Linked DNA regions of Mus musculus: all the other regions are linked to region 5. The links are chromatin contacts, called in public HiChIP or PLAC-seq and promoter capture Hi-C maps. All regions are on one chromosome and are shown on one strand. Each heading gives the region's core, a stretch centred on a gene start, on an enhancer-like site or on the middle of the called end of the contact. The rest is flanking DNA. Distances are from core to core; before and after follow the strand shown.

Evidence for each region. Promoter capture Hi-C pulls out the DNA fragments that hold promoters and counts their contacts. HiChIP or PLAC-seq counts read pairs in DNA pulled down with a chosen protein or histone mark.
Region 1: a promoter capture Hi-C map of liver shows a contact between it and region 5, with 5 times the contacts expected there. The contact joins the promoter of Lyrm7 here to the promoter of Zcchc10 in region 5. A contact is called at or near these places in 8 of 39 promoter capture datasets (cranial neural crest, embryonic stem cells, hematopoietic stem and progenitor cells and 4 more), 1 of 115 datasets of contacts at active chromatin or transcription factors (pancreatic cancer cells) and 1 of 9 other capture datasets (adipose tissue).
Region 2: a promoter capture Hi-C map of liver shows a contact between it and region 5, with 7 times the contacts expected there. The contact joins the promoter of Cdkl3 here to the promoter of Zcchc10 in region 5. A contact is called at or near these places in 12 of 39 promoter capture datasets (the 3T3-L1 cell line, the C10 cell line, embryonic stem cells and 7 more), 1 of 484 Hi-C or Micro-C datasets (B cells) and 3 of 115 datasets of contacts at active chromatin or transcription factors (astrocytes, embryonic stem cells and pancreatic cancer cells).
Region 3: a contact with region 5 is called in a promoter capture Hi-C map of embryonic stem cells, with 4 times the contacts expected there. The contact joins the promoter of Cdkn2aipnl here to the promoter of Zcchc10 in region 5. A contact is called at or near these places in 8 of 39 promoter capture datasets (the 3T3-L1 cell line, 3T3-L1-derived adipocytes, the C10 cell line and 5 more).
Region 4: a contact with region 5 is called in a promoter capture Hi-C map of hippocampal neurons, with 5 times the contacts expected there. The contact joins the promoter of Sar1b here to the promoter of Zcchc10 in region 5. A contact is called at or near these places in 2 of 39 promoter capture datasets (hippocampal neurons and liver), 1 of 115 datasets of contacts at active chromatin or transcription factors (the 230-238 cell line) and 1 of 9 other capture datasets (liver).
Region 6: a contact with region 5 is called in a promoter capture Hi-C map of hippocampal neurons, with 8 times the contacts expected there. The contact joins the promoter of Jade2 here to the promoter of Zcchc10 in region 5. A contact is called at or near these places in 5 of 39 promoter capture datasets (the 3T3-L1 cell line, embryonic stem cells, hippocampal neurons and 1 more) and 2 of 115 datasets of contacts at active chromatin or transcription factors (large pre-B cells and pancreatic cancer cells).
Region 7: an H3K27ac HiChIP or PLAC-seq map of embryonic stem cells shows a contact between it and region 5, with 4 times the contacts expected there. The contact joins the promoter of Ppp2ca here to the promoter of Zcchc10 in region 5. A contact is called at or near these places in 1 of 39 promoter capture datasets (embryonic stem cells), 4 of 115 datasets of contacts at active chromatin or transcription factors (astrocytes, embryonic stem cells, pancreatic cancer cells and 1 more) and 1 of 9 other capture datasets (pancreatic islet).

The regions. Positions count from the first base shown.
Region 1 is chr11:54,859,185-54,862,348 of GRCm38.p6, forward strand. It overlaps Lyrm7 (LYR motif containing 7), which reads right to left and starts at 1,413. Exons shown (of 5, transcript NM_029327.5): 1 at 1,368-1,413. The coding sequence starts at 1,385. It overlaps Gm31490 (a long non-coding RNA gene), which reads left to right and starts at 630. Exons shown (of 3, transcript XR_879859.2): 1 at 630-856; 2 at 2,732-2,846.
Region 2 is chr11:52,002,160-52,005,593 of GRCm38.p6, forward strand. It overlaps Cdkl3 (cyclin-dependent kinase-like 3), which reads left to right and starts at 2,062. Exons shown (of 14, transcript NM_001166654.1): 1 at 2,062-2,351; 2 at 2,754-2,933. The coding sequence starts at 2,769. It also overlaps a transcript of Ube2b not described here.
Region 3 is chr11:51,966,274-51,969,563 of GRCm38.p6, forward strand. It overlaps Cdkn2aipnl (CDKN2A interacting protein N-terminal like), which reads left to right and starts at 1,358. Exons shown (of 3, transcript NM_029976.3): 1 at 1,358-1,684. The coding sequence starts at 1,446.
Region 4 is chr11:51,762,280-51,765,950 of GRCm38.p6, forward strand. It overlaps Sar1b (secretion associated Ras related GTPase 1B), which reads left to right and starts at 1,384. Exons shown (of 7, transcript NM_025535.2): 1 at 1,384-1,512.
Region 5 is chr11:53,323,436-53,326,592 of GRCm38.p6, forward strand. It overlaps Zcchc10 (zinc finger, CCHC domain containing 10), which reads left to right and starts at 1,254. Exons shown (of 4, transcript NM_026479.4): 1 at 1,254-1,306. The coding sequence starts at 1,266.
Region 6 is chr11:51,855,899-51,859,412 of GRCm38.p6, forward strand. Jade2 (jade family PHD finger 2) reads right to left here and starts at 1,770. Exons shown (of 13, transcript NM_001357588.2): 1 at 1,413-1,770. The coding sequence starts at 1,540. It overlaps Gm30110 (a long non-coding RNA gene), which reads left to right. Exons shown (of 2, transcript XR_388628.2): 2 at 23-699.
Region 7 is chr11:52,097,233-52,100,802 of GRCm38.p6, forward strand. Ppp2ca (protein phosphatase 2 (formerly 2A), catalytic subunit, alpha isoform) reads left to right here and starts at 1,592. Exons shown (of 7, transcript NM_019411.4): 1 at 1,592-1,918. The coding sequence starts at 1,817.

The DNA of each region.
Region 1 (3,164 bases), core at 163-2,662, 1.5 Mb after region 5:
TAGATGTCCCTGCATCTTAGAAAGTGGAGAAGGGAGGATCACTTGATCCCAAAGTTTAAGACCATAGGAAGTCTGCAGTGTGGAACACTAAAGGATAGTAATCGGAGTAATTTTATATAGTACTTCCTGGGGAGTGGGGGTGTCCATTAATATAAAAACAGCACCACTAGCTTAAGACCATTATCCTAATAAAAAGAAAATGGGGGCTGGAGAGATGGCTCTGAGGTTAAAGCACTGGCTGCTCTCACAAAGGAACCAGGCTCTTCCCATCAGCCATACTGCAGCTGACAACCTCCTGTAACTTCGGTTCCAAGGAATCTGACACCCTCTTCTGGCCTCTGTGAGTACCAGACATGCACATGGTGCACAGACATACATGCCTTGCAAATAAAATAGTTGAAAAAGTTATTTTAAAAGAAAATGTGATCTTCATTACCACAAATCTACTAGAACCGGCATTACATTGTAGCTAATCATATCTTTTTACTTATTATTTATGCACTGTTGGGCATGGAAGCCAATGCCTTGAAAATGCTAAGGGCTCCAACTTAAAAGTTAAATACAACCTCAGCCCTACTAAGAAACTTCTTTTCAAACGCAAAAAGTAGCTGGGCGTAGTGGCTCGGGAGTCAGATTCCCAGCACTTAGCATGAAGATTGCTGAGAATTGGCCGCCGGTGTGAGCTACAAGTCTGAGGCCAGCCCCTCCTAATTCTTAATCAAACTTCAGGTGTCTGCCTATAAGTCCCCGTGATTCTTAAATTTCGAGACAAGATCTATGTTGCCTGGGCTTGCCATCAACAAGTAGGCTCAGCAATGCTGCCTCTCGCCCACTAGAGATTTCTGTATTCCTCTAGGTAAGTTAAATCCTATTTATAGGTTCACAAAACATGCTGTTTATTAATTTGAAGCACTTCTTACGATTTTATTAGTTGTTTATAGTCTTCCTACTATGGAACTTCTTTATTAAGGCATAGGTGGTCGGTTTATGGTCATCAGTCTCCTCTATTCACTACCTTTCATGGATCAGCCATCCTCCTCATTCATTGTCTCGTGTGGCTGTCACCCTCCTCCGCTCCGCGCCCCTCGAGATCCACTCCCTCCTCACTCACTGTCCCCCCCTTCTCCACTGCAGCCCCTCCAGGTTGTCTCCCTCATCATTCACTCTTCCACATGGCTATCAACCTCCTCCATTCACGGTCCATAGGGTCGTCTCTCCTCACTGCCCTCAAAATTGTCACCCTCTACCACTCATTGCCCCTGAAGGTTGTCACCCTCTTACACTCTCAGCCCCCCTCGGGGTCGCCTCCCTCCCTTGCCGGGGTCTTGAGCCTCAGCATCCCTGCACCCTCCTCCCGGCCCTGTCACCTTGGCGGGCTGACCCATGGCTCCCCACGCCGCTGACTCCGCCTCTGAGGGCGCCCCCTCTTGGCAACCAATCAGGGCCGGGGCACAGCTGGCGACGCTCCGCATAGCAACCAATCAGAATGCAACATGTCCTTCCTAGCCCGCCTTCCCCGCAGGAGGAAGTTCAGGCGTTTGCTAAGCAGAGCTAAGTATAAAAACGCGAGAAGCCGCGGTGCCAAATTACGGACAGGAGGACGGAAGTAGCTGAGAAGCCATGTTTGTTAGGGGCAGACTTCACTCCGCCGCGCCTAGCGTGCCGCTCGCGCACACTGTTTGTTACTGGGTGGCCTCGGAACCTGCTCGTTTTTTATCTCTTGTTTAAGGGCGTGGGCGTCTCTTAAGTGTCTATATTATAAGGTTTCCGGGCTGTGACTGTCTCCTTGGGAACGTAAGCAAACAAAAGCTAAGTCCTAACAACCACAGCCCATACATATCAGAACGCTGACTCCAGAACGTTCTGTTTGTACATTCTCTTAATTATTCCCCCCAAAGGTGCGGTTGAGTTGCCTGCTCAAGTTCACACCCTTGATCCCAGAGCCTCCTCACCTTCTGCATTATTGCCCTACTTATCTTGCCCCGTTCTTTGGTTTTGCTGAGGTAGGAAATAATTTATTAGAAGCTTCATAGTAATAACCATAAAACATTTATATACATTTTAACTTAGTACTTGCAGGCATGGATAAAAATTTCCACCTTGCTCCTGTTCCGCAATCATTTGCGTTCAACATTCCTGTAACATTTTAGGCTACTTTTAGGTAAAACTGACTGTTTATTAAGAATCAAAGATTCTTAATCTTTGATTAAGCTGAGTGTGGTGGGATATACTTGAAAACCCAGTATTTGGAAGGTAAAGTCAGGAGCATCAAGAATTCAAGGACAGCCCTGGTCTAGACTATATGAGACTCTGTGTCAATCAAAAAACAAAAAGGAAAAAAAAATTCTGCTTTTGAGACAGGGTGTCACAGTAACCCTGTCTGGTGTGGAACTTGTTATATAGATCAGGCTGGCCTCAAACTTTGAGATCTGCTGCCTCTGGAGTGCTGGAATAAAAGTTGTCACCACCAAACCTGTACTCGTCCTCAGGAATGCTTTCTACCTTGTTCAAAACCTAGAATTGGCCCAGAACTCACTGGTTAGGCTAGACTGGCTGTCCTGGTCTCAGAGATCTTCCCATCTCTACCTCCCCAAGGCTGGGATTACAAATGTGAAATACCATGCCTAGGGAGTCTTATATAAGAACACAAAGATAATTGTCAACTTTTAAAAATTGTTATTGATGGCTGGAGAGCTGGCCCAAAGCCTAAGAACACTGCTGTTCTTTCCAGAGGACCTGAGATTATTTCCCAACACCCATATGGCAGCTAACAACTGCCTGAACTCCAGTCCCAGGGGATCTGACACCTTCTGGCCTCCAAGGACACGGTATACATACACATCCAGGTAAACACTCATACACTCATAAAAATAAAATCTCACTAAAAATTTCTTATTGAGGTTTTATTTATTTATTTATTTATTTATTTATTTATTTATTTCAGGACAAGGTTTCTCTGTGTAGCCCTGGCTGTCCTGGAGCTCACTCTGTAGACCAGGCTGGCCTCCAACTCAAAAATCTGCCTGCCTCTGCCTCCCCAGTGCTGGGATTAAAGGCGTGCGCCACCACTGCTCGGCTGCAGAAGTGCTTTTAATAGAACCAATGAAATCAAGTGTAGTGGCTATTGTCTTTCATCCAAAACAATAATCAATTAGATGATCTTA
Region 2 (3,434 bases), core at 812-3,311, 1.3 Mb before region 5:
CACAACTCCAGCACTGGGTAGACAGGGGACTAGAGGTCTGCAAATTCCACCGCACCTAGAGTTGGGAGAGACCTTGTCTTGGGGGAAAACAGGCTTTTTAAATCCCCTGGGCCGGTAACAAGTGCCTGGGCTTTTTTAAATTTCCGTCCAGCCATACCAATGTTAATCTTCCTCATGATCAAGAAATACATAGAGTGAAATGGCAGACGCTTTTTAAAAATCTCATTCTGTTGCTTATCTAGCAATTTATTACTTTAAAAAATGGACGGGATAGTTTTTAATATCCAAAATGAAATGTTTTGATAAATTGAATGCTTCCCAAAAATATAGAGAGCAGAATGTTAACAAAATTCACACAATTTCATGGCCAGGTGGCTTGCTGGAAACCTACAACCGCAGTCTTAGAACTATAATTTCACTTATTAAAACAGGGTAACTTGCTATGTAGACCAGGCTGGCCCCAATCTCACATAGTTCTGACTTCCTCTCTCCTGAGTGCTGGGGTTAGGAGTTAGTTTGTGATGACAGGGGCTCACTAATTCATGCTTTGCTCCTTGCAAATATTTAGTTCATAACAAATCTTAAGTAAACATATAGCAGGTCTCACAACATTCTTATTTATAGGAAAAAGAAAAATCCAAGCCAAGTGCCCAGCCCTCCTAACTCTCAAGCTCCAAAGCCAGGCTCTAGCAGTTAGTAGCAAAATTGCAAAAATGGAAATGCGTCTAAACTGTTTCTCTGTGTAGCCCTGGCCGTCCTGGAACTCGCCTGCCTCTGCCTCCCAAGTGCTGGGATTAAAGGCGTGAGCTACCACGCCCGGCTGTTTTTTGTTTGTTTGTTGTTTTTTAAGATTTTTTTTTTTTTTTTTTTTTTTTACAAATACACTGTAGCTGTCTTCAGACACACCAGAAGAGGGCATCAGATCCCATTACAGATGCTTGTGAGTAACCATGTGGTTGCTGGGAACTGAATTCAGGACCTCTGGAGTAGTAGTCAGTAATCCTAACCGCTGAGCCATCTCTCCAGCCCTAAACTGTTTTTTGTTTTTGTTTTTAAAAAAGCAAACTAGTTTCTTTTTTACACTACTCAGCACACTCGTTGTGCACATTCATTTGTGTGTATAGGTCACAAGACAACTTGGAGGAGTTGGTTCATTTTCCACCACGTAGGTCCAAGAAATTGAACTCTACACTTTGGGCTTCGTAGCCTTTTCCTACTGAGCCATCTCGATGACCTACTTTTGCTATTACAGTTAAATCAAGATCTGTAAAAATGGAGCCCTTTTAAAAGCTCTGCGGGCTATTTAAAAGTACATCCCTAGGCGTCCTTGTACTTACTCAGCCTGTGGCAGAGTCCGGTGAATTATTTTGTTTTCCTAAAAAGTTTTGCGTTTCACACGTCATGAGAAAACTTTAAAAGTACTGCTAGGGCTGGATATGATGGCACTCAGCACAGCACTCTAAGCAGGCAGATAATCTTGGGAGTTTGAGGCCAGCCTGGAAGTATACATTGTGAGTCCCAGGCTACCCGGAGCTATATAGTAGCCCTTGTCTCAAAACAAAAAGGGATCACTAGTAGGTAGAAAGCAGTAGTAATTGGGAAACTGAAAATGTGTACAGAAATGGTGTTAGAAATAAGTCAGAGGAGTAGTGAACGCTGAGTATGTGGCTTACTACCGAGCTAAGCCCTCTATCCAAAAACGATCTTGTCCCCGGTTTAAGGATTATGTCGACTTTGAGGTCGAAATCGGTTGCATGGAATAGTAACGAAGCACTGGCAAACTGTAGCCCCATAAGTGTTCCGTAGATCCAATTATCTCCGTCAACCTCCTAGAACCGGGCACAAGTAAGGGACCAGTAACCACCCAGGTGACAAAACGCTCTCTTGCCGGGCGAAAGCCTCCAGGCGTTCATTCTGCTATAAAATGCCCCGCTCTCCCTCATCCCCACCCCCCACCCCCACCCCCACCTGCAAGCACGCGGGCCTCCTACGTCCCTCCCCCTTCCCCTTGGGTCTATCTTCCGCTTCGTGTCACTTTCCCTTCCGGGTCAGGACCTCAGCAATTTCCAGTCTTGCGTACTGTGCTCGGAACGCGGCAGTGCCCCGCCCTCACCCCGTTGCCAGGGCGTCCGGCTGCCCCGAGCCGGCAAGGTCGGCCAGGAGAGGAGGTGTGGTGTCCCGGGCCGGCTGGGACTTGCACGCAGCCGGGCCGGCGGGACTACAGGATGGGCTGAGGCGGCGGTGGTTCTCAGGACGAGGTCGACAGCGCGGCGAGACGGGCCACTCGGGTTGGGGCTGCACAGACTGCGTGTTTGAGGAGAGGGCAGGACGTATGGGTGACTAGTGCTGAGGTGGGAGTCCCCACGCTTGGTGGACCGTGGCTCCTAACAAGGGACCCGCAGTGTTGTTAGCGGGACTTTTTAGTTTGGCTTCCATTGTTCCTGAAAGGGGACCTCAAATTGTAAATCCCGTATTCTAAAAGGATGCCTGAGTTAAACGCATATCAGACCTCTTTTATTTCTCAATCCCGGTCTACACAAAATGCTAGATTAATGAAGGACATCCTGCGTTCTGGTGAAAGTTGGAGCTTCTTAGACAATTTAAGAGTTCCCTCGAGCAGGCTCTGCTGTAGCCGGCACTCCTAGTTTTTGTTCTTATATCCGAAAGTAGGGGATTATCTCTAAGCATTATAGAGCTTGTATAATTGAAAGTGTGAACGTTTAACGTTTTCTTTCTTTATTTCTGTGAAGTAGAAGCCAGGCTTGAAAATGGAGATGTATGAAACCCTTGGAAAAGTGGGAGAGGGAAGTTATGGAACGGTCATGAAATGCAAACATAAGGACACTGGGCGAATAGTGGCCATTAAGATTTTCTATGAGAAACCAGAAAAATCTGTCAACAAAATTGCAACGAGAGAAATAAAGTTTCTAAAGGTTTGCTTCTTTTGCCTTTTATTATATATATTTTTTCTTGTTTTCCCATTGGGACCTATCTTGCTATGCAGCCCAGGCTGTCTTGAAATGCTTTATTTTTTTCCAGGGCTAAGATTTACAGGCCTACATTGAAACACCCATCTTCTTTTTCCTTGATTATTTAAGTCAAAAGAGAAATTGTTATGGGATAAAAATAAAATATATGAAAGAATGTTTCCATTAACAGATAAACTAAGACCTGTCATAGAGAAACCCTCATTGTCTACAATCTGTACTTTTTTATTGATATAAGATTGTGTGCTTGTGTATAACAATTATGCTAGTATTGTAAAATCATTCAAAACTATTCAAGTATAATACTTAGTAAGGATGTCTGCTTTGTACAAGGGATTGTGGAAAACGATGAGAGTAGGAAGAAGGAAAAAAAATTTTTTTTGCCAGGTATTGGGGTGCAAACCTTTAATTCCAGTACTGGAGAGTCAGAGACAGGTAGATCTCTGA
Region 3 (3,290 bases), core at 108-2,607, 1.4 Mb before region 5:
ATGAGGGTGCTGGGAACTGAACCCATATCCTCTGGAAGAGCAGCCAGTTATCTTAACTCCCGAGCCATCTCTCTAGCCCCCATGCTCTCATTTCTAGACCAACCACTGCAGTACACAACCAAGGAACCAAGGATGTAGCTCACTGAAGCCTCCGCAGTGTTTTTAAGAGTCAAGCATCTTTCTCTGGTGATAAGGATGGCAGCAAATTTCCAGGCTCAAATAATTCTCCTGCCTTGACATATGGAGTAGCTGGGACAAAAGGTGTCTGTCACTGTGCCTGGCACATCAAATGTCCTCAGAGTCTGATCAGCTGAAGCTAGAATCAGAATTACCAGGGACCTTGACTCTGGGTATCTGAGGTTTCACTTGGGAACCTGCCACTGCAGTATCAGTCAGGGTATGGCATCTGTATCCTGGGACTCAGCTCTGGTCGCTGTTATCCAGTTAACTTGCTGACTGCTGGGGGAAAGCTGTTTCTGTCTTTGGATTCTCATGTTTGGTTCAGATGTTCCAAGCCGTAGTGTCAGCACTGTGTCTTCCTGAGGTGAGAGCACCCAGCTTGGTGCTGGTCCTCACTGCTCTGGCATTTGCGGACTGGATTGTATTTCTGCCTGCTGGGATCCTAACACTGCCACAGAAGCCACAGAAGGGAGCAAGCAAGCAGTTGTAGGCCAGCTTGGCCGTGTATGACCCTGGGGGAGCGGGAGGGAAGGATCTGCAATAGTAAACAGTATATAATGAACTTCCTTGAAGCCCACTCACCACTTAAGACCTTCACTAGATCTGGAGGTCCTGAGTTCTAGGCTTTCTTCTGACTCAAGCTTACATTTTATATTTTTACATTTATTTACTTGCTTGGTGTGTGTGTGTGTGTGTACATCAAAGTACCACAACTTGCATGTAGAAGTCAGAGGACAGTTTTCAGGAGTTGGTTCTCTCCTTCCACCATGAGGGTCCCTCACAAAGTCCTTTAGAGTGGGGCATCCTGGGCACGAAACAAAATGCCTTGTATGTACTGATTGGATGATGAATACAGCAAGATAGGAGAACACAACCTCAGTGAAGATGTTGAGATAACAGTGGATCCATAAAAGAGAGGACCTCACTCCCAAGGGACAGCCACAGAACTTAGGGCAAACCTCAGGTGTGGCTGAGGATAGACAGATGCCCGGTGAACGACCCAGGGCAAAAAGGGCACTGCAGAGTCCCAATGGGCACCTAGCTGCCAGCTCTATGCTGGCGGGCCTCAAGCTCCCCAGCAGTTGCCACACACGCTGGGTTGCACTAGACCTCCGTGCCCCGCGAGGGCGCTCCAGATAAGTCCTCCAGAGCACTCGCCCTCAGCCGTGGTCGCTCTAGCCGTGCGGCGGCGGCGCGGGGCGTGTCGGGAAAGCGGCGGGCTGGTGCGATCCTTAGCGGCGGCAGCGGCTGCGGCAGCGGGAGCCATGGTGGGTGGCGAGGCCAGCGCCGCGGTGGAGAAGCTAGTTTCCGGCGTGCGGCAGGCCGCCGACTTCGCCGAGCAGTTTCGTTCCTACTCGGAGAGCGAGAAGCAATGGAAAGCGCGCATGGAGTTCATCCTGCGCCACCTGCCTGACTACCGAGACCCACCCGACGGCGGCGGCCGCCTGGACCAGCTGCTGTCCTTATCCATGGTCTGGGCCAACCACCTCTTCCTGGGTTGCAGGTGCGGACCCCCGACAGCTGGCTGACCTTGTCCCCATCAGTCGATCCTCAGCTTGGGCATATACACTGCTCCACGCTGAACCTGGCGCCAGCCTCCTACTGATCCCCTCTTAGCATTCCCTCGGGAAAAAAATCTCTCCTCTGAGCCTCGCTTTTCTCTTGTGAATGAGTGGTTGGGATGACTACAGCAGCTGAATGATAGGGCGTGCAGTGCAGGTGTGCTCCAAGGCGGCCGAATTGCAATGGTCATTGTTATTACTGTTTATTAGCCCAGAGGACTTCCTTTCCAGAGTGTGTTTGAAGTCTATTAGCTCCTGTCGCCCACGTGACAAAAGTGCAGACTCTTCCTCTAGATGAAGACACCTAGCAAGAGGATGTGATGTATCTCACCATTGGTGGGTTTCACGCTAAGGCAGGATGTAATCTTTTCTCCCCTTTCTCTTCTTGGCTTCCCTCTTAGGAAAGTAACCCATGCTATCTTGTTGCTGTCCTAACTCCCCGCCCTCCCCAGTCTTTGTGATCACACCTGGAAGGCAAGAGCCTGGCCTTGAGATATTCCACCTGGAAATGACACCAGGTTTTTATACTCCCTTGTGATTTTTAATTTTTTTTTAAAGATTTATTTATTTATTATATGTAAGTACACTGTAGCTGTCTTCAGACACTCCAGAAGAGGGAGTCAGATCTTGTTACGGATGGTTGTGAGCCACCATGTGGTTGCTGGGATTTGAACTCCGGACCTTCGGAAGAACAGTCGGGTGCTCTTACCCGCTGAGCCATCTCTCCAGCCCGTGATTTTTAATTTTTGAGGCAGTCTTCCCTTATAACTGAGACTGGCCTCCAGTTTACTGTGTAGCCCAGGCAATCCTAGAACTTGATCCACCTAGGCAACCACGTCCTGAGAGGCATGCATGGCCAGGCTCTTCCAGGCTTCTAGAGTTTCGTGAGGTTGTGTTAGAACAGGAGACCCTCACTCATACCTGATTTTGTAGTGGTCACAGGACCCCCTCCAGGCCAAACTGCTTGGTTTACTTTTTGGGTTTTGTGTTAGGGATGAAACCCAGGCCCTTACACATCCAAAATAAGCACTCAGTCACGAGCCTCATCACCAGTGCTGAAGCGGCTTGGTTTCAGATGTTGGGATGATTTGTCAGAACCGGATGTGGGGACGCTGAGCTAGACACACCCATCACACACACAGGCCCATCCTCCTTCCTGCGGTGCCCTTTAAAATCTGAGATTACAGAATCCAAACTCAGACACGTGACGGAGAACTGAACAAAAGGGATAAATGGTGTTATTTTCATGAGACCAACGTTCTGTGTGTTTTAAAAATAATCCAATTTTTAGGCCCTCAAATCTCATCCATGAATATGTACCACCAGGTATATGGTGCTCCTGTTTCTGTAATTTTAATTTAACTTTTTGTTTGCTTGTTTATACCTATTTTAAATTTTATACCTATGGGCATTTTGTCTACATGCCTGCACTGTAAGAGTGCCTCATGCCGTTGGAGGCCAGAAGACAGCTTTGGATTCCCTGGGATGGAAGTGCAGGTGGTTGTGAGCCACCTGACGTGGATGCTGGGAATTGAAACTGGGTCCTCT
Region 4 (3,671 bases), core at 134-2,633, 1.6 Mb before region 5:
TTCTTCTTCTTCTTCTTCTTCTTCTTCTTCTTCTTCTTCTTCTTCTTCTTCTTCTTCTTCCTCCTCCTCCTCCTCCTCCTCCTCCTCCCCTTCTTCTTCTTCTTCTTCTTCTTCTTCTTCTTCTTCTTCTTCTTCTTCTTCTTCTTCTTCTTCTTCTTCTTCTTCTTCTTCTTCTTTTTATGACAGGGTTTCTCTGTATAGCCCTGGCTGTCCTGGAACTTACTCTGTAATCCAGGCTGGCCTCAAACTCAGAAATCCACCTGCCCTTGCCTCCCAAGTGCTGGGATTAAAGACATTTGCAACCACTGCCTGACTTAAGTGTTGTATTTTACAACTCTGCCCATGAAATAAAAACTGGTAATATGGTACGATTGAGATTCTTCAAAAAAATGATCTGAGTTTTTATTTTTCTGTTCTTCCATACTTTAAATAATAAACATGTCACCCTTTGTTCAGTGTGGTGTACTTGTGGAAGTCAGATGACAACTTTCCCAGGAGTTGATTCTGTTTATTCAGTTTGTGGGTTCCAGGGATTAAACTCCTAGTTGTCACTTGATGGCAGATGTAGAGTGGCTATGTAGAGAGACCCTTTCTCAAACAAGACAAACAGGACCCACTTTTGTGTGTGTGTTACAGGGGACTGAACTCAGAGTATTTTATAATCTAAGGCAGGCATTCTACCATTGAGCTCTATTTCCAGCCATCTCCCTATAAAAGGTGTATTTAGGTGGAAATTAAGAAAGACATTTTAATATAGGCTTGAGCACGAGGGTTAAGAGCAAGGGATGTTCAGAGGACAAATGAGACACGTCCAAGAGCAGGGTGTGGGCTTTCCAAAGAATTGCAGGAAGTAAAACATATCCTAGCATAAACTCAAGGGTCACTCAAAAGATGTAGTTTTAGGAAAGAGATGCCAAGTTGGACCTGGTGCTACAAGGTTGCAATCCCAGTTTCTCAGAAGCAAAGGCAGGAAGATGATACATTCACGACTTGCCTGAGCAACTTTGTGAGATCCTGTTTCAACATTAAAATAACTAAAGGGTGGCAAATGCGTTTTGGTGGTGGACTGCAACCCCCTATTACTGAGAGGGGGGAAAAGAAAGAAACAGCCTGGTGGTGGTGGTGACCCATACCTTTAAGAGGCAGGTGATCTCTTAAGTTTGAGGCAGCCCGGTCTACAAAGTGAGTTCAAGGACAGCCAGGACTACACAAAGAAACGAAAAACCAACCAACAAACAAACAAACAACCCCCCCCCCCCAAAAAAAAAATCTCACATGCCTCTTGGGGTTGGAGTGAAGTGGTCCGGAGCACAGGGATTGGTGGCGAGACCGCAAGGAGGCGGAACTGAGGGCGAGCGGGGCCTGGGACCTGCGGACTGTCACTAGCGAGGCACCCGCCGACCCGGAAGGAGCTGAGAAGAGCTGGGGCCCTGGCAGCCATAGCGCTTTGCACAGCCGGCTTGGAGCGTGTAGGACGGGCACGGAGCAGGGTTGCGTTCTCTGAAGTCGCAGGTGAGTGGCAGTGCCCTCGTCGGGCAAGAGAGCGGGCGACAGCTGTGGCCCTTCGGAAGGCCACTCTTTATGCTGCCCACTCACCCAGAGCTCTTGTCTCGGGTCCTTCGCGAACAGGGAGCCTGTTGTTTTGGGTTTTGTTTTTGTTTTGTTTTTTTCACGCAGGGTGAGGGACAACACCGATCCCTACCTGCGGAAACCGCTCTAGTGGCTCTAGGGGTAAAACAGTGGTTGCCACAGGGCAAGTATTTCAGGAAAGAGTGAGAGTACCGCACGCGAGACTCTTTTCCTTCCCCTGGCCCTCAGTTTCCCCATTTGGTAGGATGAGCGAATTAGGGGTCATAGACAGCTGGAGAGGCTAGGACGGCTCTGTGTTGTCCCAGTAAGTGTGGCGGTCACTGGGCCTCCTCATTCTCCGTACTTACCGTATAGCTCAAGCCGGGTTGAATGAAGGGGAAAGATACTAATGGGGGGAAAAGTCAAGATTTTACGATAAGATAAAATTTATTTTGAAAGGTTCAAGTGTAGTCTTGTTAACTGAAGGAAAAAAATTTATTAGGAGTTTAACGTATTGGGATGAAGTAAATTGAACTTACTGTCACGTATTTGAACATTCTTAAATCAAGCTCTGTGTGGGTGTCATCTTACCTTGAATGTCTGTGTCCTTTGTTTAAATATTGGTCAGAGTAGTTACAGTGAAAAAGAAGGTGCCACCTGTACAGCACCGCAGTCTGCTAAGGAAGACACCCCTGTCAATTATTTTACAGGTGACCAATAAGGGTGATTTTACAGTTTGCCAATGATGAGTGTCATCAGTCAAACAGGGCAATGCATGCCTACCATTGCACCTTTTGGTACATTTGGGTTTGTGACCACAATATTTTGACCTTTAAAAAATTTTTGTTTGAACATAGGCAGGCACTCTGACCCTACAATTCCACCTACTCAAGAGGGCAGGGGCATCATTTGAGCCAAGTCTGCCTTCGAAGATCTTATCTCAAGAAAACAAAATTGGTCTCAGAGTTAAGCTGCTCCCAGGCATTTCTGAGTTTACAGAAAAGGAAAGTGTCCTTGTTGTCAGGATGTTAGAGAAGCGATTCTGTAGTTGTGAAGTTTTGCAGTTTGAATACGGTGAACTCTAGATTTCCTCTGCCTTGTGCTATTGGAGTAGAAATGTAAGCAGGACTTGACACAAAGGAGCAGTCTATCAGATGTGGAAATCACTGCCACCTCATTCGAAACTTACAAACTAGAGTGCTATAGCAGTGATTCACCTCATCCCCACCCCTCTCTCACGGACAAAGTTGGCTGAAACTCACTGAAATTACTTTTTTTGCAAAACATGATAAAGTTTCTCCATTGTATGTACTTTTTACAAAAAATTTGGTTATTGTTTTATTAATGTTGGTAATGTTTTATTACATATGTATTATGAGTGTGTCTGAGTTAAAGATCATATCAGGGAATTCATGCCAAGGTGTGGGTTTCTGAAATTAAACTCAGGTCATCGGGCTTGGTGATAGCACCTTGACCTAATAAGCCATCTGGATAGCCTTCTATTGGTGTTTTGAGGATGGAATTTATTATCAGATATACCAGTCTGAGTTGTCTTAGTCCACTAGAGGCAAGTCCAAATTCACTGCCAGTCTCACAACATTCTTTTAGTTGTTAAGACTAGGTCTTGCTTTGTAGTCCAGGCTGGCCTCTTTGAGATTCTCCCCCATCAGCCTCTCAAGTGTTCTCTCTCCCTCTTTCCCTCTCTTTCCCTTCCTCCTTTTTTCTACTATCCTTTTGACAGAAGGTTTTTTCTTCTTCTCCTGTTATACACTCTTAAAGCTGTATTTCTTGTGGTCTTAACCTTCTTTCAAATGGCTGCCACTTTTCTCCAGAGGAAACAAGTACCCACTTTTTAAAAATTAAATGAATTAAAAAGTTTAATTCAGGGCTGTAGACATGGCTCAGCTGCCCTTCCTGAGGTTCTGAGTTCAATTCTCAGCAACCACATGGTGGCTCACAAACCATCAGTAATGAGATCCGGTGCCCTTTTCTGGCGTGTCTGAAGACACTGACAGTGTGCTCAAATATATAAAATAAATAAATCTTTTAAAAAGTTTAATTCATACAATTGCTTTGTATTGGGGATTGAGCTGGAGTCAGTT
Region 5 (3,157 bases), core at 4-2,503:
GATTTTAGAAACTTGTGTCATAACTTGGGAATTAGACTAGCCTGAGCTAAGTTTCTGGCCAGCCTGAAAAATTAAAGATGTTATCTTTAACAATTAAAAAAAAAAAAAAAAAAAAAGAGGGGCCTGGAGAGATGGCTCAGAGGTTAAGAGCACTGACTACTCTTCCAGAGGTCCTGAGTTCAATCCCAAGCAAACACATGGTGTTTCTGTCTGGTCCTGTCTCCCTCTCCACTCCCCTTACCCCTCCTCCTCTCTTAAGACTCAACCAAACTGAGTAGAATTCAGAGATCTGCATGCCTGTGTCTCCTGAGTGCTGGGATTAAAGGAATGTGCCACCACACCTGGAACTAAATTTCTTTACCTGAAACTTTCTCTGTACCATGCTGGCCTGGAACTCATGTCTGTACTCCCATCACTTATGATTGATTCCTTTCCAGAGCAGCCATGTTGCTGGATTAAAATTCCTCTACACAGCCGGGCAGTGGTGGCGCATGCCTTTAATCCCAGCACTTGGGAGGCAGAGGCAGGCAGATTTACAAGTTCGAGGCCAGCCTGGTCTACAGAGTGAGTTCCGGGACAGCCAGGGCAACACAGAGAAACCCTGTCTCAAAAAAAGACCAAAAAATCCTCTACGCAGATCTTTGAAAGAAAAATCAAAAACAAAAAAAAAAAAACCAAAACAAAACAAAAAACCAACCAAACAACAACAAAATCAGAATGATCCAGTCATCATGACGACACCTGTAATTTCTTGGGGTTTTTGGTGTTTTGTTTTTTGAGACAGTTTGTGTGTGCAGCCTTGGTTTTCCTGAAACTCCCTGTGTAGATGAGGCTGGCCGTGAATCCCATCAAGTGTTGGAATTAAAGATGTGGGCCATTACTTCCTGGCCTTTTTGGTTTTGTTTGGTTTGGTTTTGAGCTAGGGCCATAAGTTTTCCCAGGTTGGCCTCAAAAACATAGCAATCCTCTTGCCTCAGCCTCCAAAATCCTGGATTACAGGATTTTTTTTTTTTAGGATTTTTTGAATACTACAAAATTCCACTGCATATGTATTACAGACCCCTGGTTTGAGATCACCCTTCAAGACCCTATTCATACTGAACACACAAGCCCACATTAGAAAAGACAAACCAGCTAGTGGCCACCATTAGCCTCTTCTGAATTGAGCCCGTCTGGCCCCGCCCAGGACCGCAGAGGTTTCTAAGGACCCGCCCACCGGTGCTAGTTTCCCAAAAACCCGTGCGGCAGACTCCAGCCGCTCCAAGATGGCGACTCCCATGCATCGGCTCATAGCTCGAAGGAAAGCGTAAGTGAGATGCTTGTGGGGTGTGCAGGAGGGCTGGGGGCGTGCAGACGCCTGTCCGCTAGCTAGTGAGCGGGCGCAGGCTGCTGAACTGAGCGGGATTTGAAGAGAGTTCGAAATGAATCCAAGAATTGGTCGTTGGGTGGTCTGTGTTCCTCTGTCCGGTCCACATGTCAAGGGTAGCCTGGATGCTTGATCCCACATCTTCCCTCTCAAGATCCCAAACTTTTCCCTCTTCAGCGTACCTGCCTCCTTCCTATCGCCCTTTCTAGAAACAAGCCTGTCTGCAATGCCTATTAATTCCCCATCGACCGTTTCACTTTCTGCAGCTCTCACTGTAAATAATTATTTTAGTACAATCACTCACAGACAGTTTCTCTGAAGAAAAATGTATTCAAGCTACGCAGCTTAACAGTTTTATTGTGGAACCTGTTGATACTCTAAACAAGTACAGCTAGTGGTTTAAATAGCTTTGTAGGAGCCGGATGGTGATGGTACATCCAAGCATTCAGGAGGCAGAGGTAAGCAGATTTCAGAATTCGGGGCCAGCCTGGTCTACAGAGTGAGTTCCAGGACAGCCAAGGCTACACAGAGAAACCCTGTCTCTCTAAAAACAAAACAAAGTTAAGCTTTAAAGGGGATAAGAGGCTGTGGTGAGGAAAGGCAAAAGGCCCAGTTCAAGTCAGTTCTAGAAATTCATCTGTGAGGGGTGACATTTGAAAACAGACTAAAAGCCATAGAAAGGACTGAGTCAGCAGAGGATTTGGGGAAAGATAGGAAATGGTATATTTGCTATGAGTCTGTTAGAATTTGGGGGTGGGTTGGGCAGATTTAGAGACAGGATTTGTCTGTGTAGCCCTGGCTGTCCTGGAACTCACTCTGTAGACCAGGCTGACCTCGAACTCAAGATATCTGACTGCCTTCAGTATGCTGGGATTAAAAGCTTGTGCCACCATGCCCAGTTTGAATCTCAGTAACTATCAGTCCTGGTGGCAGATGCCTTTAATCCAAGCACTGGAGAAGCAAAATCAGGTGGAGTAGCACTGAGTCAAAGCCAGCCTGATCTAAAGAGCAAACTGCAGGCCAGCCTCAGCTGTGTAGGGAGACCCTGTCTCCGAAAAGAAAAAAAACCAACCAACTCAATAACTACCCATTCAGTGGTGTAAGCGATGTAAGGGGCGGAGACCAGTTACTTGAACATGAATTTGAGTCCAGCCTGGGCAACATAATAAGACTTCATCTTAAAACCCTCCAGTAATGTCATACCCACTCTGCATGGCTGTGTGACATGCATGTCATGTTGTATTTCTCAGACCTATCAAAAGTCATAATACGAACCTGAAAGGAAACAGTTTATACATCTAATACCTGCATTGCTTCGCACTTTGCTTTTGACCTAAGCTGTGGTTTATGAGTTTAAAACCCGAGTGTTGGGCCTGACGTTGGTGGATTGTGCTTTTGATCTAAGCACTCAGGAGGCAGAAGCAAGTGGGTCTGTGAGTTCAAGGCTAGGCCAAGCTGGGTATGGTGGCTCACACTTTTAATCCTAGTATTGTGTGGCAAGTGTCTTTAACCCACTGAGCTGTCTCACCACCACCATTTTTTATTAGTAAGTTAAAAAGAATGATAGCCAGGCACAGTGGCACATGCCAGCACTTGGGAGGCAGAGGTAGATCTATGAGTTTGAGGCCAGTATGGTCTATAGATGGAGTTCCAGGGAAAAAAATCAAAAGCAGAATCAACCAACCAAATGAACAAGCTTTTTCATTTATGTGTGAATAGGAGTAGAGGTCAGAGGACAAGTCGTTGGGGGTCAGATCTTTGGGCTTACAGCAAACACCTTATCCACCCACC
Region 6 (3,514 bases), core at 520-3,019, 1.5 Mb before region 5:
AGATGTCCTCACCCTCCGGCAGAAAAGCTACGAGTCTCCAAGCTGACCCAGGATCACCCCTTGCTCGGAGAAGGGGATGTCTCAGAGCCCAGGGATGGGCGGGAAGGGACCATGGGGAGCCACAAGTCTGCACCCAGGCGGGGAGTGGGCGAGCGAGAGCCGCTCCGCAGGCGCAGGCAAGTGGGTGGGAAGGAGGGAGGGAGAGGGAGGAAGGAGGTGAGCCGGGAAGATGCCACTGCCGGGGGCGGGGCGGGGCCGGGGATCCGGCAGAAGGACTGCAGCAATGTTTGGTGGGGGCGGGGGCTGCAATGTCACTCATTTTGGGGTCAGGTGCGTGTGTCCCAGGCAGGGCCCTCCACTTGTCTGCTGCTCTTAGGTACCACCCAGAGTTTTAGTAAGGGCGGAGGGAAGAGGGGGGAGCTGCAGAGTCGTCCCTGAAGCGGGACGCGAACCAGCAGAGTTGGGAGAAGGTAAACAAGGGCCACGCCCCCTGCCGTCGCCCCGCGAGCGCGCACCCGCCGCTCCGGCCGTCGCCGGTACATTTCCACTCTCGCGGTGCCTCTCCCCCACCGGACTCCCGCGCAGCACCGGAGAGCTGCTGTCCACTACCCCAGTATGCACCCTGGCTGCCTGGACTGCGCACCCAGCACTCACCTGGGAACGTTGTCCCCCGCCCCTTAAGAAGAAAAAAAAAAAAAACTAATTTGTGCAATGCCTCTGAACCCAAGAACCGAGCATGCTGCCCCCGCGTGCAGCTCCCTCGTGCACCCAGCCTGGAAAGGGGGCGCAGGGCGGAGGCGGTGGCCCCCGGAAGGTGTCTAGGACTGGACCGGCTGCACGTGAGCCCAGTGCGGGGTCATGTGCATCGGCTCAGCCCGGTTCGGCACCCGGACGTGCTGCGTATCAACAAAATGAAACTCGGGAGACAGAAGGGCAGATAGCTCCAGGTTTCCCGTGCCCCGGTGCCCGCCACTCAGCCTCCCCACCCCGCACCCCGGTAGCGCCGCAGCCCCTCGGGCCGGCCGGAGCCCGCGAGGCAAGTTGCAGCCCCAGCGCCCCCACCCGCCCGCGCCCCCTCGCCGGCCCAGGGGCGCTTTGCCGCAGTCATTAATAAAGAAGGTCGCCAGGCTCACCCTTCCAAAAGTTGTTGCATGCGCCCCTCTCAGCCTCCCCGCACTGTACTCTTTAAAACACGGCTGACCAACATGCGCAATCTCTCTCCCCAGTGCTGTGCGTCCCCCCCCCCCACCCCCCGCGCTGGCTTCCTAGAACAGGCAGCCAGCGAGAGAGGGAGCGAGCGAGCAAGAGAGAGGGAGCGAGGAGCACTGGCAGATCTGTTGAAAAAAAAAAAAAGCCCACAAAATAATGCCGTGGAGATGCGCAGGGCCCATCCGCTGGGGGCTGGCTCTTACCTTGCTCCGCGGTGCCCTCCCGAGGGGCGCTGCCCTCGGCTACGCGCGGCGGCGGGGGCCGGCGCGGGAAGGATGCTCCCGAAGCCAGGAGCTCCTGGGGCCGGCGCGGGAGGGCGGGGGGCGCGCATCCATCCGGGGTCGTGGCGAGGGAGGCGACCGGGCCGCGGCGCCCCCCAAGCCCCGCACCCCTGCTGGGAAGATGGTCAGCCCTCCAGCTCAGAGCTGGTGCCACTAGGAGTGGGCGCAAAGTAACTCCATGGACGCTACTCACCCCCCAAAAAAATAGCCTCCAACTGCGATGGCCGCGGTCGGCACCATTCACCAACCCCCTGTGTATGTTTCTGTTTCTTTTTAAACCAAGACTTCCTTGTGATCTCTTTAGAGGGGGAAAAAATGTGTTGGGGTGGGGGTGGGGTGGGGTGGGGGCGGGCAAGAAGAGAGGGAGGGGGAGTAGCCACTTTTTTCTAATTCACTCGGATCTCCGCTCCCGGCACCCCCCTGTCGTGTTCCCCCCCCCCTTCCCAGTTGTTTGGCTCCGGCGACAGTCCCAGGTAGCGTTGCGGCCCCCCCGGGGGGGTGCCCTACACGGTCACCCGCCCGCCTGCACGCGGGCCCGGACTCCTCGTGGACTCCGGGGCGCCCCCAACCCGCCCTGTCCCCAGGGCCGGGCCCGAGCGCCGGCTGAGCCCGTGCAAGTCCCATCAGGTCGGCTCACACTTCACACACTCACACACATACCCCGCCCCTCCACTCGCTCACTCACACTTTCTGCTCACACCCCGCCCCCTTCGCGCCCCAGACCCAGGCGGAGCCCCCCACAACCTTTAAAAAAAAAAAAAAGCAAGCTTATACTTAAAAAAATCTTTTGGCGCCATATTAATGACGTACTTAAAATTTGCCATTTCTCCCTGCGTCAAAAAGACGTTTCTTTGCAAATAACAGCTTGGAGGCGACACTCGCGGAGGAAACGAGGCTTGCACGGAGTACCCAGCTCGCCCGCCCCACCCCCAGGGACTCTGGTGCTGGAAGACCCTCGCCCTCCGCCCGGTTTCGGAATCACTGGTTTTAAAATCGAAATCGAATAAATCGCGTGGCGTTTTTTGCAGCGCCAGAAGTGAGCAGAAAGTGCTGGCAGGAGTGCAGGGGAGGGGCGCGCAAGGGGCTGGGGGAGGGGGCGCGGTCCTCCTCCCCCACCCACACCAAATGCAAACTAGCATCCTAGGCAGGGAAAGTTGAAATTGTGGGCGACCTCCGGAAGAGAGGGGCTGTCCTTAAGGGGAGGGGGTCCCTTCTTGGGCTTGTTGCCCCCTCCCCCTCGCGGGTGCCTCCTGGCGCCTGGTGCTGCCCTGCATTTCCGGAGGGGGGGTGAGGCGCACTGTGATGGGTGGGTGGCTAGCAGGGTGGCAACATGTCCTAGCCTCAGGAGGAGTTTGCCCCGGGGTACCCCCTTCCTTCTGCCTCGTGCATCTTATAGCCGCAAAGGGTTAAAAACCGAGGGGCAACTTCCCAGGGCTGGTACTTGGCAGAGAAGCGGGGCGCCCCTCTCCCCACCCTCTCGTTCTCGCCCCTCCTCCTCCGACTCCACTTCCCGACTTGACCTTGTGGTGCACAAACAGTGCTCTCCAATCCTCGCAGTTTCTGGAAGAAGAGCCTGCGCTCGCCAGGCGGGCGGGCTGTCGGGCGGCTAGCCGGCAGTGGCGGAGCCTTGGGTCGGTTCCCTGAGCTGCGGGCCACACCCACCCAACCCGCTGTGCCTGGGGAGCTCACCTTCTCTCTAGGAAGGAAAAGGGCAGGCCTCCTGGAGGGGTAGGCACGTGGGGGGCAACCTTTTGCCTCCTGGGAATGCTCCAGCTGGGGAGGTTGGCTAGCTTTGGACTGAGGTTTGGGGAAGCCTGGCCCTGCAACCCTAAGGCATCTCTCATCTCCAGCATCCCTAAGGCATCTCTTCTCACCCTTGCCAATGTATTCTACCCCTTCCAAGATAATCCAATGATTTCCCCCCCAACTCACCTTTGTTTTTGAAGGCAGGTGGATGAGTTTCAAATCCCTTTCCCTTTCCAAGACTGAAGTTTGTTTATTTTTCCTTTCCCCTCCACCCCCAA
Region 7 (3,570 bases), core at 342-2,841, 1.2 Mb before region 5:
CCTGCCCTTCAAGACAGGACCAGTTCTTGCTGAGTACAGGGCAATGGAGAAGAATAAGACAAGACAGCACAGTGAACATGGCTTTATAACTATGGGCACCAAACAGTCTTTATTTAGTCATCTCACGTAGCCTTAACTCTTACTCCTGTTTGTTTTGGGGGGCTATTCACTGCAAACCAGAGTCAGAATTTGAGCTGAAAGGACTGGCAGAACAAGTATGTATGGAGGCGTCTAGAAGAGTAGATCTCAGGTACTTTCTTCGGGAACTCTAGTGGGAGGTACCCACTAGAGAAAGCAGAATTGGTCAAGCCAGTTCCCCTGGCCAAGCAGGTTGTCCTTGATAAAGGAGGATTTTCATCCCTGCCATTTGTGGATGGGGCCACTGAGGTCCTCTTGTAGCTTGTGGGTCAGGGTGTCTTCTGATGCTCTGAGCTGTGTCTTCTCCGGTGTGTGACAGGCTTGACTGTTCCCCACAGTATAGCTAGGTCAGCTCTTGCCTTGACCTTCATGGATAACCATCCTTTGGCTTCTCTCCCAGACTCTGGAGGGGAGCAGTGTATGACTTCCATCCATTCCATTCATTTCCAGCCAGGAACATTCAAGCTCCACCAGGGCAGTAGCCCCTTTCTGTCTGCATGACCCCTTTGTCCCCTAAGCATGGGATCTGGTCAACAGTTGATGCTCTGTAGAGCCAAGTATCTCTGTGAATGCAGACAGTGCAATGTGAACACGTTTCACAAGCCTCAGAAGAGATTTATAACCAGGTCGAAGGCTGATCCTTAAGAATATCAGCTTCCTTTACAGAACACACGGTAGCTGCTTCTACCAGTACCAGAACACAGCCCTGGCTTGTTCCTCTAGAATGTAGGACAAGATTATTTCCAGTGGGCACAGGTCTCGGAGAAAAGTGCACACCAGAGGTGTTGAAGGCCACAGGAGAGGAAGCAAGGCTTAGGAAGAGGCCAGGATCGAAGGCCCACTTCGGCCCCGCCTTCGTGCAGGGACAGGTGTGTGCTGGGGGTGTAAGGTGCGCGGGCGACACATCCCAGCAGGTACACCTTCCTTCGCCCACGAATGACCTAATTATAGGAGCCTGCAACGGCCAGAGGTGGGGAAGGTCACTCCAGGCAACCTGCCACTAGGCTTGTCCCCAAAGGTGTGTGACTCCCTTGTGGTTCCCAGGGCTGCTGGACTAAGCGCCTTAGGGTTGCCTTTAGTCATCAGGCTGGCAGAGCCCAGACCACATCTGAGAGGTATCACCCAGAGGCCTTCCAGAAACACCAGGTCACAAGGAATAAAAACCTCGCCTACACGGACTGCTCATGCGCCGAGACCGCGCAGGCGCCCTGCGGAGCCTGGGACGCCAGGATTAACCAGCACTGCGCTTGCTCGGACTCGCTTCTTCCCTTCCCCCGCCGCCCTCCCAGCGGGAGGACCACGCCCCAAGAGCGAAGCCACTTCCTTCGGCAGCCAACTCCGCTGCGCTTGCGCCCCGGCTCCACGGTGCGCAGCTCTGGGTCCCGGCCCCACTCCGTCGCCCTCCCCGCGGCTCCCTGACGCTGGCGTGACGTCACCACGCCGGGCGGCCGCCATTACAGAAAGCCGAGTCCCGAGCTAGGGCGAGCGGAGGAGGAGGCACAGCGGCCGGCGGCCGAGCACTGCGGAGCGAGCCAGCGGGCCGGCGCCAGCGCCCAGCAGCCGCCTGGGGCCGCAGAAAGCACCCCGGGAGAGCGGCGGCGGCGTGTGCGTGTGGCCCGGGTGCGGGCGGCGGCGCGGGAGCAGCGCGGAGCGGCAGCCGGTTCGGGCGGGCGGCATCATGGACGAGAAGTTGTTCACCAAGGAGCTGGACCAGTGGATCGAGCAGCTGAACGAGTGCAAGCAGCTCTCCGAGTCCCAGGTCAAGAGCCTCTGCGAGAAGGTGAGCTGCTCTCGGCCGCGGGTGCGGCCTCTGCCCGGGCCCGCCTATCAGGAGGCCGCGGGGACGGTGCAACATGGCGGCACGGAGGCCAGACCCCCGAACCTAGCAGCCCGGCGCCCGGCGCTGCCTGCGGCGACTCGCGAGGGACCCGGCGCCCCCCGCCTCCCGCGCGCTGATTGGATGGCGCCGCCACCGCGGCCTAAAATGGCGCCGCGCGCCGGACTCCGGGCTTCGGAGCCTCCGGGCCGAACCCGGCCCGACCCTGGGAAGTGGGGCGGCCGGGACCCTCGGTGGCCCGGCGAGGGACTGGCTGGGCTTTGCGCCCGGGAACGGGTTCCGGACTCATGGAGTCAAAGCATTGCGCTTGCACTCGGGCTTGCTTCGTGGAGCGGGCGCTGCCCACAGGGTCCCCCACAGCAGGGCTTGTAGGCCAGACCCCAGCGCCTATGGAAAGGTCACCTCGCTTTCCTGTCGGTCTCCACGCCTCGGCTTCCCCGGAGCCCTGTTTAAAGTGTGTGTTTAACGATTATGAAGGGAGTCGCTAACCCAGTTCCTACGAAGGTCATAGTGGTAGTTTGAAGGGAGGAATATAAAGTTTTCTTAGTTGGACAAATGGAGGATTTGGTGAGTCATACTACAACGAAGAGCTTTGGGATTGGAAATACAGTGTCACATTAATTTATGATGTATATGCTGACTCAAATTGGGTAGTGTGAAACCCTTCTGTGTGTAACGTACTTGGCGTGGAGCCATTTATTTTTGAATGAGCAACATAAACGGGAAGAGAGTCAAATTTTTTATCCTCTCTGGTTGCAAAAGTTTCTTGGATTGTATTTTTGTGGCTACAATCAGCAGTAGAAATCCCCGTGTTGACCGATTTCTCTATTTCAGACATGGAACTGAGTCCACTCCTTGAAGTGATAACTCGGTATCTCAGGTTATCTCATTCCATTGGTTTTCTCCAAGAATTGGGGAAGCAAGTTGTTCATGTTGTATTCTTGAAGTCTTAATTAATGCAATTTTCTATTAGAAAAATGTGTCTCCACTTCATTTTAGCTTTTCTTTTCAGGGTTAATTTAACATTTAATTTTAGTGCAGAATTATGGATTATGTTAGTAATTTGTGTTAGCAGGAAGAACTTTTGGAGCACAGAAGATGCTCATTCTTTTGTGGCTTGGTGTAGAAAGGAGATTCTTGAGGTTGAATATTTTCTGATGACACAATTTTTCAGAAAATGCTGAAAACCATTTTGGTTAAGTCAAATGTAGATTTATCCCTTCCCTCCTTCCTTCCATCCCAAGTATCCCTGGCTGCCCTGGTACTGGTTATGTAGAGCCAGGGTAACTTTGAACTTGTGACATTCCTTGTGTCTCTGCTTCCTCAGGTGCTGGGATGACGTGTGTGTATGTGTGTCTGTCTGTGTGTTATAACACGCCCCACTTGAATCTCTAGTGTTTTGATCTTTGTTTCTCTCACATCAAACAAGGTTGGTATTTTTAAGGTTTAGAAGTAAGCCTTTTAAATATTACTTAGTAAATCTTGCCAGGTCTCAGTCTCTAATTGCTGACTCGGAGTGAAGGGCTTTATGTGGACATTGGATGACTAGTCATTTGTGTGACCACTCATTGGACTGTTCGGTAGACCTGGACACA